Linked DNA regions of Mus musculus: region 2 is linked to region 1. Evidence: chromatin contacts called from public HiChIP or PLAC-seq data. All regions are on one chromosome and are shown on one strand. The core of a region is the stretch at or near the end of the contact, and the rest is flanking DNA. Distances in the headings are between cores, read along the strand shown. Region 1 overlaps Gm42346 (gastrula zinc finger protein XlCGF71.1-like). Region 2 overlaps Zfp982 (zinc finger protein 982).

The links. HiChIP or PLAC-seq counts read pairs in DNA pulled down with a chosen protein or histone mark.
Region 2: an Esrrb HiChIP or PLAC-seq map of expanded potential stem cells shows a contact between it and region 1, with 25 times the contacts expected there. The contact joins two enhancer-like sites. A contact is called at or near these places in 2 of 15 datasets of contacts at CTCF or cohesin (the NIH/3T3 cell line and embryonic stem cells), 8 of 484 Hi-C or Micro-C datasets (the C2C12 cell line, the CH12 cell line, the G1E-ER4 cell line and 4 more), 20 of 115 datasets of contacts at active chromatin or transcription factors (CD4 single positive thymocytes, astrocytes, bone marrow-derived dendritic cells and 10 more) and 2 of 9 other capture datasets (adipose tissue and macrophages).

Annotation. Positions count from the first base shown.
Region 1 is chr4:145,430,446-145,436,810 of GRCm38.p6, forward strand. Gm42346 (gastrula zinc finger protein XlCGF71.1-like) reads left to right here. Exons shown (of 3, transcript XM_030253952.1): 2 at 3,301-3,369. Among named protein-coding and RNA genes, the nearest start is that of Gm42346, 21 kb to the left of the region's middle. Within about 2 kb of position 3,771, at least 6 of the 459 cell types and tissues checked have an H3K27ac peak or open chromatin away from gene starts, as enhancers often do. A contact at or near this core is called in expanded potential stem cells, where this site is marked.
Region 2 is chr4:147,495,051-147,501,415 of GRCm38.p6, forward strand. The region is part of intron 2 of Zfp982 (zinc finger protein 982); the gene reads left to right. Among named protein-coding and RNA genes, the nearest start is that of Zfp985, 55 kb to the right of the region's middle. Within about 2 kb of position 2,646, at least 1 of the 459 cell types and tissues checked has an H3K27ac peak or open chromatin away from gene starts, as enhancers often do. A contact at or near this core is called in expanded potential stem cells, where this site is marked.

The DNA of each region.
Region 1 (6,365 bases), core at 2,521-5,020:
CCATGGCAGGGAGGACTGATAGAACATTGCCATGTTGTTGAAATAGAAAGGTGAAAGATCACATCCTCAACCCCAATCATTAAAGAGGAAGAGAGAATTAAGATGGCTTGGATCTATTCTCTTTCCTCATAGCCAACCCCCAGTGTTATACTTTATTCAGTAATGTTCCAACAACTAAATTCATCAAAACGTTTTAACCAACTGAGGCTTTGACTTTAAAAATATTATCCAATAGGAGATTTATTCATTCATACCTATATAATCAGTCTTCTAATATCCTTGTATGTTGTGTCCGACCAGCGGCTCACATGTCTGGGTTCGGTTCTGGGAAGGCATCTTGGAATCTGGAAGAGAAGAGGGAGCTAGGTGGACAAGAGAAAGATGAAGCTAAGACAAAAATTCTGATCAAAGCTCAATTTTACTAATTCGTGCACCAAGTTATGAAGGAGGGGAAGGGGGCCGATTCCCGCCAAATCATCTTACAGGTGAACACGTGATAGCTCCAGAACAGCTTCTTGGCAGGCAGCAGCAGTGGGAGTGGCAGGACGATAGGGCTGCAATTCTTCTGTTGAGGGACATCTGGGTTCTTTCCAGCTTCTGGCTATTATAAATAATGCTGCTATGAACATAGTGGAGCATGTGTTCTTATTACCAGTTAGAACACATTCTGGATATATGCCCAGGAGAGGTATTGCTGGATCCTCTAATAGTACTATGTACAATTTTCTGAGAAACCGCCAGAATGATTTCCAGAGTGGTTGTATAAGCTTGTAATCCCACCAACAATGGAGGAGTGTTCCTCTTTCTCTGCATCCTCTCCAGCATCTGCTGTCCCCTGAATTTTTTATTTTAGCCATTCTGAGTAGTGTGAGGTGGATTCTCAGGGTTGTTGTGATTTGCATTTCCCTGATGATTAACGATGTTGAACAGTCTTCTAGGTGCTTCTCAGCCATTCCATATTCCTCAGTTGAGAATTCTTTGTTTAGATCTGAGCCCCATTTTTAAATTTTTTTTTTTATTTTCTGGAGTCCATCTTCTTGAGTTCTTTATATATATTGGATAATCCTCCCCTAACATCATTTTAATTCATCATCTTCTTTGACTGAGGCATCCATCTCCTCTACCTTTTCTTTAAGTCTGATAATCTGTCTCCCACAGGTTCTCTATGTATTATTTTTATTTGCCTTACTGCATTTTGTTTTCAGGGTCTTTTGGGGAGGACATTTCTAAGCACCTATTGAACTCAATTTAAATATTTTATATTGTCGACATTTCCTTCAGGAATCTGGTATTATTTTCTTGTTCATCATTCATTTTCTTCCTCTCTGAGTGGATTTTCATGGTTTACAAACTTTAATCTCCTTGATCATGACTGTGGCTTTTCAATTCTTTATCTTGGATATCATGTAAATTGTGCTCCTTATAGGGTACATATATGGTTTGAAGTTTGAGACAAGGACATTTTATCGTAGTTTCTGTTTGTTTTGGGTTCTGAGCATCAGAATTTAGAGGAATTGCTTAATTGTGTGCATTTTTAGTCCAGAGGGCTAGACTCAAAATATGAGAAGTTAGGAAGGATCCATTGTATCTGAAGGGTTCAGAACCCAGGTGCAGTGTCCTACTACATCCAGCTCTGGTCTAGTCTGGCAGCAACTTTGTGGAGAAGCTGTGCAGAGTAGGTCCAGGGAAGTTGTGTGAAAGGCAGCCTGCAACAGAGTTGGGGGAGGGGTTCCTGATGGGGACTGTGGGATTCCTGCATGAATTGATGAGTTTAAGGAAAAGACAAATTAAAAGCAAAGGAAAAACAAGCAAGCAAGCAAACAAGCAGAAATCCAAAACAAAAAAATTGCTGTGAATAACTGGGAAGCTAATGAATTAAAAGGTCCGGAAGTAGGTGGGCCTAGAAGAATTCCAGGAAGCTGTTGAATATTGGGCGGGTCCAGAAGGAGGGGCTAGGCAGAAGTAAAAGGAAGTTCTGCCATTTCATCATTCTCTTTGTTTCTCCGCTGCCTCGTGGTAAGGAACTCCTGGTGGAAGAGTCATGCCCAGTACTTGCGGCACCTGAAAACTTCCTTAAGCAGCTGTTGTTGTGCTGGCCTCCTAGGATATTCAGCAGCTGGTCCTGTCACCTTCCAGGTCAGAGGAGCGCTGGGCTGGGAAATGGGCAGGAGCAAGGCCAGCATGTGGAACAGTGGTGCATTTTCTGCCGCCACTCTTACAATTTTGTTGTGGATATCTTACCATTGTCAGGAAGTTTGAGACCCTGTGAATTGGGTTCAAGGTCATGTTTTAATAAATTTTATGATTGCCAGAATATTTTTTTTAATAACCCCGTTAGATCTGTGGCCGTCTCCATAGTTTTAAATAGGGATGTAAATGTATATAGGGAAATGTAAATGAGGAAAATACCTAATAAAAATATTTTTAAAAAAAGAAAGTTACTGTGAGGGTGTCTTAAGATGTCTGTTGAGAGTGAATTGTCTGATATGAGGTGGTTTTCTCCAGAAGGTCTACTTGCTTTCTGAATCACCTATTCTGTCCACTCTAAATGTTTTCCTGTCCTTGACCTGTGTTCTTATTGATGCTCTGTGTTGCATTAGTCCCCACTAGAGTGAAATAATTATTGTTGACCTTCTCTGTACTGGTTGCTTTAGTTTTGAGTCTGCTTGCCTTATTTCTGAGGTATGTTTCTTCTCTTATATTCTTGAGAGCTTTTATACTGAGCAGTGTCTATTTTTTACTGTATAAGTAAGTTTCATTCTCCTATTGTCACTGTAATTTGGGAGGATTCCTGACTACATCTATTAACCTAGGCCTAGTCATGTAAGCTTCTACTCTCCATACAGTATTATCTAAGGCCTGGTGTGTTTTCAGCCTCTGAAATTTGCTGCTGAATAAGCTCCCCCTTTTTTATTCCTTCTCAATGCTTACCTGAAATGAATGAAACACCATTCAACTCTGGGCATGATTCATGGTAGGCACTAGCCATTTGTCCTTGACTCTAGTCCCAGGAAGATAAGTTCTCAGTAACAAACCTGATAATAGTGTTTTACAGCCTGGATGCATATGCTCTGTGTTTATGCCAGGTGCCCACTGAGGTCAGAAAGCGTCCTCAGATTATACTTATATTCCTTACTACACTAAATATGTCATGCCATGCTCTCATGTCTGTAGAAGTGTTGACAAGATTCTTTGTATCATTTTGCTTTTAATGTTCTTTTATGTGGTTTATCATTGTCTATTACGTAGTTGTAGTAATTTCATTTTTGTATTTTTCAAACCCTGTTGTGAAACTTCAAGAAGAGTTCCAATATTTGAAACAGGGAAAAAAGAAAAAGGATGAGTTCTTCTCTGGTAAACACTCCACAGGTCAGTGTGCTGTCCACATTTCTTTGAAAAATCCTTTTTCATTCAAACCACTGCATAGTTCTGTTATCTATATGTGGTCATATTATCTAAGAGGATTTTTTCTAATCTCTTCATTTTCTTCTGGGATGAGGAGAATTTAACGGTTTGGTCTTTTCACATATATAACACCATTATATTTTCCGTGCAATTTCCATGGACTGAAAACCTGCAAATCTCAATGGTAATCTATTGTAAATGATGCTCAAAAAATATATCGATTGCGAATTTTTATTTTGGATCGAATTTTGACCTTTTATATTAGTGTGGAAGGAAGGTCTCCTGTGTCACTTAATTTGCATTGGGGTTCCTGTGCTCAGTCTGATGGTTATCTGCAAGCACCACAAATGGATTTGTATTGGTCAGACTGTGGCATGGCCTCAGGGGATAGCACTACCAGGCTCCTTTCAGCAAGTGCGTCTTGGCATCTGTAATAGTGTCTCGGTTTGGTGTCCGAAGATGGGATGGATCCCTAGGTGGGGCAGTCTCTGGATGGCCGTTTCTTCAGTTTCTGATCCATTCTTTGTCCCTGCATTTCCTTTGGAAAGGAACCATTCTGGGTTAAAAATCTTTAGATGGGTTGGTGGCCCTTTCTTCAACTGTGGTCCTTGCATATGCACTGGAATTCACTTTGTAGTCCAGGCAGGCCTTGCACTCAGAAATCCACCTGCCTCTGCCTCCAGAGTGCTGGGATTAAAGGGGTGGGCCACCTAGCCAGGCTCATTTATGTTTCAAATGCTATCCCTGTTCCTAGTTTCCTCTCTGATAATCCTCTATCCTCTCCCACCTCTCTCTGCTCCCCAAACCACCCACTCCCTCTTTCTGGCCCTGGCATTCCTCTATACTGGGGCATAGAATCTTTGTAAGTCCTAGGGCCTCTCCTCACACTAAGCCTTCCTCTGTTACATATGCAGCTAGAGACACAGTCCAATCATGTGTTTTCTTTGCCTGGTGGTTTAGTCCAAGGGAGCACTGTTTGTACTGGTTTGTTCATATTGTTGTTCCTCCTATAAGGCTGCAGACCCCTTCATCTCCTTGGGTAGTTTCCGTAGGTCCTTCATTTGGAACTCTGTGCTCCATCCAATAGATGACTGTGAGCATCCACTTTCTTTCTTTCTCTCTTTTTCTCTCTCTTCCTTTCTTCCTTCCTTCCTTCCTTCCTTCCTTCCTTCCTTCCTTCCTTCCTTCCTTCCTTCCTTTCTTTTTCTTTACTCCTCTCCTCTCCTCCCCTCCCCTCCCCTCCCCTCCCCTCCCCTCCCCTCCTTTCTTTTCTTTTCTTTTCTTTTCTTTTCTTTTCTTTTCTTTTCTTTTCTTTTCTTTTCTTTTCTTTTCTTTTCTTTTCTTTTCTTTTCTTTTCTTAAGACAGGGTTTCTCGGTATAACCCTGGCTGTCCTGGAACTCACTTTGTAGACCAGGCTGGCCTCGAACTCAGAAATCCTAATGCGTCTACCTCCCAAGTGCTGGGGTTAAAGGCATGCTCCATCACCTCCTGGTTGAACATCCAGTTTATTTGCCAGGAAATGGTATAGCTTCAGAGGAGACAGGTATGTCAGTGTCCTGTCAGCAAAATCTTGTTGACAGTTGAAATGGTGTCTGGTTTTGGGGGTTGTTTATGGGATGGATCCCTGGGTAGGGCAGTCTCTGGATGGCCCTTCCTTTAGTCTCAGCTCCAAACTTTGTCTCTGTAACTCCTTCCATGGCTGTGTACCCTATTTTTTTTTGTTTTTAATATTTATTTATTATATGTAAGTGTACTGTCGCTGTCTTCAGACACTCAAGAAGATGGCATCAGATTTCGTTACAGATTGTTGTGAGCCACCATGTGGTTGCTGAGATTTGAACTCAGGACCTTTAGAAGAGCAGTCAGTGCTCTTAACCGCTGAGCCATCTCACTAGCCCCCATGTACCCTATTTTTAATAGGGTTATTTGGTTCTCTAGAGTCTAACTTCTTGAGTTCTTTCTATATAGTGGACATTAGCCCTCTGTCAGACAGAGGAATGGTTAAGATCTTTTACCATTTTGTGGGTTGCTGTTTTGTCCTATTGACAGTGTCCTTTGCCTTACAGAGGCTTTTTAATTTTATGAGATCCCATTTGTCCATAGTTGACCTTCGAACTTGAGCCATTTCTGTTTTGTTCAGGAAATTTTACCCTTTGCAGATGTGTTGAAGGCTTTTCCCCCCTTTCTCTTCTAGTAGATTCAGTGTATCTGGTTTTATGTGGAGGTTCTTGATCCACGTTGACTTGAGCATTGTACAAGGCGGTAGGAGTGAATCAATTGGCATTCTTCTACATGTGGACTGACACTTGAACCAGAACCATTTATTGAATATGGTGTCTGTTTTTCACTGGAAGGCTTTGGCCATATATTTGCTTCTGTTTATCTGTTTGGGGTGTAGATGTACACCAACTTTGTGTGATGTCTTTCTAGCATTTCTCTTCTTTGCCTTTTACATAATATTATCCTTTTGGCAATAGTATAAGGTTTGCCTAAGGAAAGAAGAATTCCATGCTAATCTGTGCAGTCCTCAGATACTGTCAGAGGAAACTCTTCCTATTTCAGTCTGACCCGTTCTTGATGTGTGTCCTACTTCTGTAATGTAGAAGGGTGATATTTTTTTCACTTTTTTTCTAGGACTCATCACATCTTCTTCAATTGTGATGGATTTGTGTATACCTCTCTATAGTACTGCATAAGGGAACACTGCAGTCATTGTCATACATGGCAGTGTCTCCTTTTTAGCTCTAGCTCTCATCGATACACAAACCTTCTTTTAATTTAAATAAGCTGAACATTATTTTGTTAGGACTTTAGTGTCTTCACAGGAACAAGTCCATTATATTAAACCATTGCATTCTCTTTGAGTCTCTATTCATTAATTTCTAAATAACCTTATTAATGTCTTTCTCTGTACTATTTTCCAAGTGACTCATTTTCAAGCTTGTAAGCCCTCACATAT
Region 2 (6,365 bases), core at 1,396-3,895, 2.1 Mb after region 1:
ATGTAAGGTGTTTGCTGAGAGTGAATGGTATGATATGAGGTGGTTTTCTCCAGAAGGTCTACTTGCTTTCTGAATCACCTATTCTGTCCACTCTAAATGCTTTCCTGTCCTTGAACTGTGTTCTTAATTGATGTTCCATGTTGCATTAATCCCCATTAGAGTGGAATAATTATTTTTGACCTTCTCTGTACTGCTGGCTTTAGTTTTGAGTCTGTTTGCCTTATTTCTGAGGTATGTTTCTTCTCTTCTATCCTTGAGAGCTTTTGTACTGAGCAGTGACTACTTTTTACCACAAGGCTGTATAAGTAAGTTTCATTCTCCTATTGTCACTGTAATTTGGGAGGATTCCTGCCTACATCTTTTAACCTAGGCCTAGTCATGTAAGTTTCTACTCTCCATACAGTATTATCTAGGCCTGGTGTGTTTTCAGCCTCTGAAATTTGCTGCTGAATCAGCCCCCACCCTTTCTTATTCCTTCTCAATGCTTACCTGACTGATTCAATTCAGTTTTTCCAGCTCAAACTCCTCTCTGAGAGACTTTCCTAGGGAATGCTAGGCTAGAGTGGTATGGTGTTCTAATACTCAAGAGTCCCAATGTTTGAACACTGCATGTTGCTCTTTGAGTTTATCTACTGTAAAACAGATGTGATGAAACAAGTGATAGTAAACTTTGACTGGAAGGCTTAAGCTTGTGGAATTGTGTTTATTTAGAATCAGGTGTGTATTTAAGGTAATGTCAGTTGCAAGATTTAAAGTCGAAGCCCTAGTGTTCATATTGACTTCATAGTGGAAGTATGTAAACCCATGGGTTATTCTTCTCATTCTAGAATGAGCTCTTGTTCAGTCTCCATGAAATGGAAGATGTGCTTTTCCTGTTATACAATTAGACAAAACAATTCCACAATACACATTCATTTTATGTATTTCTTCCTTTTGAATTTAAAGTACAACATCTGTCCTTGGAGCAGGAATTTATGGTCTATTTCTGGTAGAAATGACAACAATACTCAGCCTGTATGTCACAGGTAAGAATCATAAAGTGACATACTTTGAAAAATGTCCTCATTACTCCCTGAAAATTCATGTATTCCTATGCCCATTTTTTATTACACTCTTGATGCTGTCTGTCTACAAATGCCCAGGGCATCAAGTTATACATATTGTAAATTTATGACAGCAATGTATTTTTCCCTGCATCTCCAATTTTTATTTTTCAAAAATTCCTGTTGTCAGTAAATTTTCTATCACATGAATTAGGGATTATACTCATTTCATGAATATTACAATTGTTAGAATATTCACAGAGAATCATTCTGGTAGAGGATTTGCATTATCTGGTTTCTTTGGTCTTGCAGATATTACAGAGCTCCTAGAGTTTACTCTCATCTGTGCTAACTAAATCTCCTAGTGCTTGCGTTTTCAGGTGAATGGCCTTCCCACATGAAGTGTCCCAAAGTGCTTACACAGTTACCGTCTCTTCTATCTCTGTCTCATCCCTTGTTATTCATGTTTTCATCCTATCCTTGTGTTTCATGTATGTTCTGAGGAAGGTTTTGGATGGGTATTCATGCTGTCATATATTCATAATTCCATGTTCCATGGTAAATGACAGCATGGATTTCCATAACTCCACTTCTTCCTTCTTTTATAGTGTTGCCTTTTCCCCACTGCTGGCTTTTTATTCAGCTCTCTCTGAATTGGCAGTTTCCCTCTACAAACCATGTTTGTCTGACTATGGACTTTGAACATTTCTTTAAGTGGTTTTCAGTAATTGGAGAGTCTTCAGTTGTGAATTCTTGGTGTAGCCATACACACCATTTTTGGACTGGGATGTTTGGTTTTTTGGTGGTTATCTTCTTAAGTTCTTTATATATTTTGGATATTAGCCCTCTATTGTCTGTGGAGTTAGTGCTGGTTTTTTCCCAATCTGTAGGTTGTTGATTTGTCTTATTGACTATGTTGTTTGCCTTACAGAAGCTCTCTAGTTTCAGGAGGTCCCATTTATCAATTCTTGATCTTAGAGAATGAGGCATTCGAGTTCTATTTAGGAAATATCCCCTGGTGCCTAATGAGTTCAAGGCTCTTTCCCACTTTCTCTTCTTTTAGACTGAGTGTATGTGATTTTATGTTGAGGTCCTTGATTCACTTGGACTTGCGCCTTGTGCAAGGTGACAAATATGGGTCTATTTTCATTTTTCTACATACAGACAGCCAGTTAAACCAGTACCGTTTATTGAAGATGCTTTCTTTTTTCCATTATATATTTTTCGCTTCTTTGTTAAAAATCATGTGTGTGTAAGTGTGTGGTTTTATTTCTGTGTCTTCAATTCCATGTCATTAATCAACTTGTCAGTCTGTGTACTAATACCATGCTGTTTTTAATCACTATTGCTGTGAAGACAGAATTAGGCTGTGTTTCCTTTCAGGAATAGCAAATGCCAGTTACCCCTGAGTCATTTCTTCAGTCCTAATGATACTTATATGTCCAACCGCTAACCGTTTTAGATGGATGAGCTCAAATAATTAAGAAAAGAGTAGGGATGAAGTCAAAGAACTTTACATGATTCTTTTTTATGTAATCTATAATCATGTTAGATCAATGAGCTCAAATAATAAAGAGAAGAATATTGGTGAATTCAAAAGTTTTGTATTTTCAGTTGTGCCAGTAATAGATTCACGAGTAATAAAGTATCCATAAATAATGAAGTATTAGTGTGATTCTTATACATCTTAATATGGTCATTTCCATTATAAAAACTATTCTACTATATCACTTTTTTTTTCACATATGTCATTTAGTTATACATGTATGTCTAACCATTCTGAAGGGAAACCACTGTGTAATTCATCAAATTATTATCTGTATTGATTTTGTCATATAGTCAAAAATATTACATTATATTAATGCTACCTATTGCTAACTTTATATCATTAAATATTCTCAAATTAATTCTTCATTAAACAATCATTTAATTCTTCATGAAAATATTCTTATTCAATCACATCACAAGGTATTTGATTCTATGTCTTGTTTGTAATTTTGTTTGTATACACTGATTTTACACTTCCTAACTGCTACAATAGAAAAAAAATTATTTCTCTTAAGTCATTCTTGTATTTGGTATTCTGAACTCTATTTCTTTCTTCTAGAAAGGATACACTACTATTTATAGGCCTTAAAATCCAAACTGAGCATTTTAGACGTGCTGTTGACACCCAACTTCAGACAAGAGAGGTACTCGGTTCTTATTTGAACAATACTGATAGTTGTAGAATTTGGAAGCACAGTTTTACTCACCATCACTTTACTATCTATAAACTAGATGTAACACTGGAATTGTTCTTATTATCAAAAACGTGTTCATAAAGATATATTCCTGCATCTAAACCTCAAATATATACATTACAATGTCTAAATGTATGCTGTGAGTCTGAGTCCATTAACTCATCTACCTTTTACTGAAAGGAGACAACACAATATGACTATGATAATTTTAGATGATACCATTTCTTAAAATGGCCTCATAATTCCCATGACCTAACATACTTCCTGTTCTTGATTAGGTTTCAGAATATGACATGAATTCTCTCTCTGAAAGGCAACCTTAAATCCAATCAGAATATGTTTTACTGTAATTGGTTTTTGTTTGCTGCTTTCATAAAGCACCATGTTCAAGGAAACTAATAGAAGAAAAAGACTACTTGGTGTATTGCTTCCAGAGGATAACCATCATCCATGGCAGGAAAGACGGGTAGAACATAGCTATGTTGTTGAAGTAGAAAGGTGAAAGATCACTTCCTCAACCCCAGTCATTAAAGAGGAAGAGAGAATTAAGATGGCTTGGGTCGCTGGGCAGTGGTGGCACACGCCTTTAATCCCAGCACTTGGGAGGCAGACAGGTGGATTTCTGAGTTCGAGGCTAGCCTGGTCTACAGAGTGAGTTTCAGGACATCCAAGGCTACACAGAGAAACCCTGTCTCGAAAGTCCAAATAAATAAATAAATAAATAAATAAATAAATAAATAAATAAATAAATAGAAAAAAGATGGCTTGGATCTATTCTTTTTTCTCATAGCCAACCTCAGTTTCCTACTTTATTCAGTAATATTCCAACAACTAAATTCCTCAAAGCATTGTGATCCACTGAGGATCCAACTTTAAAAGTATTATCCAATAGGAGATTTATTCATTCATACCTATATAATCAGTCTTCTAATATCCTTGTAATTTTTAAACTGATTTTGATATCAATGTAGAAAACAAAGCTCCAATTTCTTGTATGGGTTTCCTGTTTGTGTGTTTGTTTGTTTATAAAACTTGGTCCCACACTCTAGTCCTGATTTTCATGTGTCCTGATATAGAAACCAGAATGGCTTTTAGATCACATCAATCTGCCTGCCTGAGCCCCCTGACAGCTAGGATGGAAGACCTCTGTCATTGACAGGCTGATTTCTTTTCTTTTCTTTTCTTTTCTTTTCTTTTCTTTTCTTTTCTTTTCTTTTCTTTCTTTTCTTTTCTTTTCTTTTCTTTTCTTTTCTTTTCTTTCTTTTCTTCTCTTCTCTTTTCTTCTCTTTTCTTTTCTTTTTTTTCTTTCTTTTTCTTTTTTTTTTTTTGTCTGAAATCTATATCTTCATATATTGGCCAATGAATTACCACCAGGCTTACAGAGTTCATTTCTTGTTTCATTTCAGAGTGACCATTCCTTAGACTTTTATATCTCTGGATATAATGTTCACAACCTGCATATGTAAATTATTTTCTTACCCACTTGTAGGAGTTCTCTGGTCTTTCATTAAGTTTGTTTCTGCCTTCTTTGAATTCCTGTGCTTTGTTCCCTCTTCATGTCATTTGTCCACATTGAATGGTGTTCAGATTATATTTTGACTTTTGCCTCTTGAGTTTGTTTCATAATTCATTTTGTCATGAGAATTGGTATTCCATTAGTGATTTGGGCTAGGGGAATTTTATTTTATTTATTTATTTATTTATTTATTTATTTATTTATTTATTTATTTATTTATTTTTTAATAGGTTTTTTGGCTTATATTTGTTTATTTATGTTAATTTTTTTATTAGGTATTTTCCTCGTTTACATTTTCAATGCTATCCCAAAGGTCCCCCATATCCACCCCCCCCAATCCCCTACCCACCCACTCCCCCTTTTTGGCCCTGGTGTTCCCCTGTACTGGGGCATATAAAGTTGGCAAGTCCAATGGGCCTCTCTTTGCAGTGCTGGCCGACTAGGCCATCTTTTGATGCATATGCAGCTAGAGACAAGAGCTCTGGGGTACTGGTTAGTTCATATTGTTGTTCCACCTATAGGGTTGCAGTTCCCTTTAGCTCTTTGGGTAGTATCTCTAGCTCCTGCATTGGGGGCCGTGTGATCCATCCCATAGCTGACTGTGATCATCCATTTCTGTATTTGCTAGGCGCTGGCATAGTCTCACAAGAGAGAGCTATATCTGGGTCCTTTCAGCAAAATTTTGCTAGTGTGTGCAATGGTGTCAGCGTTTGGAAGCTGATTATGGGATGGATCCCTGCATAGGGCAATCACTAGATGGTCCATCTTTTTGTCATAGCTCCAAATTTTGTCTCTGTAACTCCTTCCATGGGTAGTTTGTTCCCATTTTTAGGAAGAGGTAAAGTGTCCACACTTTGGTCTTCCTTCTTCTTGAATTTCATGTGTTTAGCAAGTTGTATCTTATATCTTGGGTATCCTAAGTTTCTGGGCTAATATCCACTTATCAATGAGTACATATTGTGTGAGTTCCTTTGTGATTGGTTTACCTCACTCAGGATGATGCCCTCCAGGTCCATCCATTTGCCTAGGAATTTCATAAATTCATTCTTTTTAATAGCTGAGTAGTATTCCATTGTGTAAATGTACCACATTTTCTGTATCCATTCCTCTGTTGAGGGGCATCTGGGTTCTTTCCAGCTTCTGGCTATTATAAATAAGGCTGCTATGAACATAGTGGAGCATGTGTCCTTCTTACTGGTTGTGACATCTTCTGGATATATGCCCAGGAGAGGTATTGCTGGATCCTCCAGTAGTACTATGTCCAATTTTCTGAGGAACCGCCAGACTGATTTCCAGAGTGGTTGTACAAGCTTGCAATCCCACTAACAATGGAGGAGTTTTCCCCTTTCTCCACATCCTCGCCAGCATCTGCTGTCACCTGAATTTTTGATCTTAGCCATTCTGACTGGAGTGAAGTGGAATCTCAGGGTTGTTTTGATTTGCATTTCCCTGATGATTAAGGATGTTGAACATTTTTTCAGGTGCTTCTCAGCCATTCAGTATTCCTCAGGTGAGAATTCTTTGTTCAGCTCTGAGCCCCATTTTTTAATGGGGTTATTTGAA